2 separate regions of the Oryctolagus cuniculus genome follow, and region 1 is linked to region 2. The links are chromatin contacts, called in public Micro-C maps. All regions are on one chromosome and are shown on one strand. Each heading gives the region's core, a stretch centred on a gene start, on an enhancer-like site or on the middle of the called end of the contact. The rest is flanking DNA. Distances are from core to core; before and after follow the strand shown.

Region 1 (2,700 bases), core at 85-2,584, 280 kb after region 2:
ACCGGGAGAAGGATAATGGTGTACTGAACAGCTGGAGCCAGGTTTGCATTTTTGAGAGCTGAGGTAAAGGGAAAATCCCAAGATAACTATTTAAAACTTAGGCCGAAGTTTCCTGAGTGCATCTCAAACGCTTGTGGACAGTTCTAGCATTTTATCTGGAGGATTCCAGGGTCAGCCTCATCAGCAATCAGGGTTTTCAGCAAGTTGCTTTTGGTTTTATCTTGGTTTTAAGAATCATTTTGGCTTATCTCTGGTCACAGTTGTTAACCATATGAAACAGATGTCTGGGTCTATACCGTCATCACTCTAGGATCATAAAGAGCTATACTACCTTCTGTGGTTATGAGTATTTATTAAAGTTGGAATGACATTTCATTGATTGTTTAGATCACAGCTCAGTTCCTATAGAATACGAACTGTAAAACTATCTGAAGACCATGCAAGAGGCAAAATAAAACTTGAAGTGAATGCGTGTATTGTTGTGCTGTGTGAATCTGCTTCTCCGATGCCCCTCAGCCCAGATGCCCCTCAGCCCACGGCTGCCCCAAGTTAGAGGCTGCGCTTGCAGGCACCCCTCCCCTGCAGGCTCCTTCCAGATTTCCCACAAAGCAAGGCAGAAGCAAAGCGGACTGCATTTTAGGCATGCCCAGTTTATGAAGTAGTGCAGCCAGTCTGAGATTGTGCGATCTAACAGGATAGGCAACACAGAGTTTGCCTTATTTCTTAATAAGGAGGTGAAAGATGGAGGGAGTGGCCCAGGTTTTGTGAGAAAAAATGTGAAGGCTGAAGGGTGTTCCTGAGCTGACTTGGAATTGCTGGAATGCCAGGATCAGCTGCCCGTCACAGCCCTCCTAACTGGCCCATCTGCGGAGCAAGCCGCAGGAGCAAGCCGCAGGGCCCGTAGAGAGGGTGTCTGCTAGAGAGCTGAGAATGGGACTTGGCCGGGGGTTCCTCAAGCAAGGGATCTTCCTTGGCCCACAAACTTGAGCTCTCCCCTAGAGGAGCCCTCCTCTCAGCCCCGCCTTTGCGGAGGGAGGGAGCAGGGGAGGTGTTCACACCGCACCTCCTTTAACGAAAGCTTACTCCGGGTTGGCGCACAGGCGACACTGTACGGGGTGCCAGGAGGTGCAGGTGACGGAGGAAAGGAACATTACCCCCGATGCGTCCTTCCGAGCAGTTACCTCTGCGGTCTTGACGCAGGTTTGAGCGGAGGCGGCGCACTCCTGGGCGAGACCGGCCGGAGCTGCCAGTTCGGTTAGGATGCCTCCTCTCTCCCACACTGAGCGTCTCCTTTAATAGGCGGGGCCGGAACTGGGCCAAGGTCCCTCGCTTTGTACGTGTCGGGGGCGGGATTTGGACACTACCCTTGCAGCATGGCCGCCGGCGCTGCAGCCGCCTTAGCGGTCTTGAGCCAGGAGAGCCGTGTCCGTGCCGGGGGCGTCGGAGGTCTCCGGGTCCCGGCCCCAGTCATGATGGACAGTTTTTTCTTCGGTATTGGGGAGAGGAGAGGCTGAGGGCGGTGCTGGGGCGCCCGAGGTGGAGGGAAGGAACAGGAATGCGGATGGGTGCGCGACGTGGGTGGGGCGGAGGGCTGCTTCGCTGTTCGTCGCGGACAGGGAGCCTGGCTCCGGCCTTTCGAGTGGCAGGCAGCGGAGGGACCCCTGCTCCGGATGGGCGGGGCGGCCCCAGGGTTCTGGTGGCCAGTCAGTCCATGGCTGCACGTGACCGGGGCTTGGTGAGACGCCCCTTCGCCCCCAGACACGCAGTCACGCATACTCACACTCTCTCCCAGGCTGTGAGCTCTCCGGGCACACGCGCTCCTTCACCTTCAAGGTAGAGGAAGAGGATGATGCAGAGCACGTGCTGGCATTGACCATGGTGAGGGGCAGAAGAGGGGGTGGCGAGGAGTACACCTGGGCAGGCAGCGCTTTGGACCTCTCCCCCATCCCACCCCCGACCCCAGACGTGGGCAGCTCCCCTGGCCAGGGGATCCAGGGACCTCCGAGACGGCAGATTCTAGGGTAGATGGCTTCACATGTGGTGGTCTCCCTGCCTCGAGGAGACCCTGAGGCCCTGTGTACCCTTCCCAGCTCTGCCTCACCGAGGGGGCCAAGGACGAGTGTAATGTGGTGGAGGTTGTGGCCCGGAACCACGACCACCAGGAAATTGCTGTCCCTGTGGCCAACCTCAGGTTGTCCTGTCAACCCATGGTGAGTGCCCCAAGCGTACCGCGTGCACGCGTGTGTGCATGTGTGTGTGTGTGTGGGTGGGTGTGTGTAGACTTCAGTACTGGTCACACAAGGCCTGGTGGACCAGACTTTTCCTCCTTGTCTTCCTCCCAGCTCAGCTTGGATGACTTCCAGCTCCAGCCACCTGTAACCTTCCGCCTGAAGTCGGGCTCCGGCCCTGTGCGGATCACTGGGCGACACCAGATTGGTGAGGGGGGGGCTCTCCTTCGCCTCTGGTGGTCTCCCCACGTGGCCTTCCTCCCCGTCACACTCCTGTCTCGTCCTGGCCACGTCTGCAGGTGCAGCCGCATGTAGCCTGAGTGCCCCGCAGGCCGTGCCTCCTCCAGTACGCGCCCTCCATTTGCTGCCTCTCCTCCAGGGAGCCTGTCCCAGCTCTTCCAGTGACGTGGCCTCTCTTGGCTTTTGTCACCCAGTTGGAGAACCTGGGCTCTCCCCAGCTAGACCTGGGAGC
Region 2 (2,700 bases), core at 51-2,550:
CCCGGGGGGGCTTTCCAGCCCACACAGAACAGACCCAAGGCAGAAAGCAAACGAAGACCCCCTCGCGTCTCCAGCTCTTCCTCTTCCTCCATGCCAGGGACTGGGGGTTCCAGCAGGTGCACCCTGTCTGTACTTAGGACCTTCCTCTCCAGGAGCTGCCCACTGCTCAGATCCAGCAGCTCCAAGGCAGAGCCCAGCACACAGGCCAGGGTTCCAGGGAAGGTTCCCAGGGCTGCAGACCCCCTGAGGCCTCCAGGGGCCTCCTGCAGGGTGCCCACGGCCCGGGTTCCACCATGGGACTGCACCAGGCTCACAGTGCCCTTGAGGTCCAGCAACAGTAGGCCCTGGGGGGCAGGAGCCCACGTGTGCACAGCCAGGGGCTCCCTGGGAGACAGCAACCCAGGCAGGCCTCGGAGTAGGCTCCGGAAGTCCCATGTGTCCCCTCGTCCGGGATTCAGGCTCTTACTGTGTGAGAGGCCAAGATGCGGGGAAGCCACTTTCACCTTGCCCTTGCCTGGGCTCCAGATGAGCAGAACGTGGGCCACGCCAGGCCAGGTGGAAGCAGTGGGCACCAGGAAGAGGTCCTTGCGGGAGGCCAACAGCCCAAAGGAGGGGCAGTGGTGCAGCAGGACGTGTGTGCGGCCCAGACTGGTGCCGGCCTCGCCGCTGGGCTCCAGGGTCCGCACGCACACGCAGTGGCTGAAAGCGGCTGTGGGCGGCCTGCACCGGTCCTCAGCGCCGGGCAGACGCTGCTCGCACCACACCAGGCGGCCACGGGCCACCGCCACGGCCACCACGCGGGCCCCGCCGGCCGGACACAGCTCGGTGCTCTGCAGCAGGCGCCAGCCTGGCCCCACTCCCGCGCCCCACACCTCGGCGAGGCCGCTCTCCCACACCAGGACCAGCGCCGGTCCAGCGGGCCACGGCAGGAAGAAGGCGTCCAGCGGAGAGGGCTGGCCCGCGGACCAGGCCCGCTCCAGCTCCGCGCCGGCTCCACGCACGGCCACCAGCAGCTGCGGCGCCGGTGCCCCCGGGGGTCGCAGCAGCAGCAGGTGGCGGCCGTCCGGGCTGCAGCGCACTCGGACCGCGGGGTCCCCAGCCAGCAACTCGCGGAGCCGGGCGGCGCCGCTAAAGTCGCTCAGGTCCGAAAGCAGGCGCAGAGTCCCCACGCGCTTCATGGTGCCGCCAGCCCCCGTGGGGCGAGGCTCGGCGCTCGGTCCGCGGAGCCCAAGGAGGGGTCGAGAGTCGGCCGGAGAGACTTCCGTCCCCCGCGGATGAGGTGGGCCGAGGCCGGCTCCGCCCCGCCGCGCCACGCCCCGGCGAGCTCGGGGATTGCCGGGTTCGCGACACGCCCGCGAGGGAGGGGCCTTGGCCGCACCCAAGGGTCTCGGCGCCCGGGACCTCGCCCGTGGGGCCAAGTGGCCCAGGGCTGGATCCAGGAGTCGGGATCCCCGCCCCAAACTGCTGCCCGCCTGGCCTCGCTCTCACCTCGCCTTGCTCACTGAGTCAACATTTTGTATTGAACACCTACAGTGTGCCAGGTTCTGAGTAGACAGCCTGGAACAACACGGAAGACCTCACTGTCATGGGGGTAGCAGGCTAGCGGAAAGTCCTAACAGCAACACCTCCCTAGCATTTACTAAGGGACAGCTCTCCCCTCCTCCCCGGCCCTTTTACAGACAAGGAAGATGAAGCAGAGAGATTAATTAACTTGGCCAAGATCACGCAGGTACTCAGTGTGGGAGTTAGGGTTCCAACCACAGCAACCTGGCTCCAGGGTCAGTGCACCGAACTACCTTACCATATCAACAAGTCAGTTTGGGAAGGGAAGGAAAAAAAAGACAGCATACTCTGGATGCATGGAGTCTCTGTGTTATCCCTCCTACACCCTACGTGCAGGGACCCTCCCACCCTGGATAGCCTTCTCCCTGGCATGCTGTTCCCTCTCCAGGAGTCCTGGCCCTGCATCCATTCCTGCTTCATCAGCCTCATTCTCTCCTCTCGCTGACAGCACAGAAACACGCTCCTACCTGTCCTGTCTAGAAATGCATTCTTTCCTCCTCATCTTTATACCCTCCAGCCCATCACTCCCACTTTCTTTCCTTTCTCAGTTGTTTCTTTCGACCCTTCTTTCTTCCTTTCTTTCAAGTTATTTATTTATTTGAAAGTCAGAGTTACAGAGAGAGAGGATGAGGCAGAGAGAGAGAGAGAGAGAGAGAGATCTTCCATCTGATGATTCACTCCCCAAATGGCTGCAATGGCCAGGGCTGGGCCAGGTGGAAGCCAGGAGCCAAGAGCTTCTTCTGGGTCTCCCATGTGGGTGCTGGCACCCAAGTACTTGGGCCATCTTCCACTGCTTTCCCAAGCGCATTAGCAGGAAGCTGGATCTGAAGTGGAGCAGCCGGGACAGGCAACGGTAGCTTAACCCACTGTGCCACAGTGCAAGCCCCTCAGGCATTTCTTGCAGAGGTCCTCTGCACTTGCATCCTGTGCTGCTTTCTCTCCTGTTCACTCCTCAAGCCACCACTTTCCCAAAGTAGCCTGTGCTGAGGTCTTCCAGGGTCATTTTATTTCCTGTTTTCTCTGAGACATTTGACAACCTCCAGCTGTCTCCACTGCATCTTTCTCTTCTGGGTTTCTTGTTTTAAGGATGCCATTATCTTTAGAATTTTGTTTCCCATTGTCTTATCTCTTTCCACT

The links. Hi-C and Micro-C count contacts between places; a contact is called where the count stands out from the background.
Region 1: a contact with region 2 is called in a Micro-C map of ear pinna, with 6 times the contacts expected there. The contact joins the promoter of NPM3 here to the promoter of HPS6 in region 2. A contact is called at or near these places in 2 of 6 Hi-C or Micro-C datasets (ear pinna and an unstated tissue).

What each region holds. Positions count from the first base shown.
Region 1 is chr15:28,126,147-28,128,846 of mOryCun1.1, forward strand. It overlaps NPM3 (nucleophosmin/nucleoplasmin 3), which reads left to right and starts at 1,335. Exons shown (of 6, transcript XM_002718668.5): 1 at 1,335-1,491; 2 at 1,793-1,878; 3 at 2,091-2,210; 4 at 2,343-2,436. The coding sequence starts at 1,374. OGA (O-GlcNAcase) reads left to right here. Exons shown (of 16, transcript XM_008270388.4): 16 at 1-474.
Region 2 is chr15:27,844,699-27,847,398 of mOryCun1.1, forward strand. HPS6 (HPS6 biogenesis of lysosomal organelles complex 2 subunit 3) reads right to left here and starts at 1,301. Exons shown (of 1, transcript XM_051824131.2): 1 at 1-1,301. The coding sequence starts at 1,178.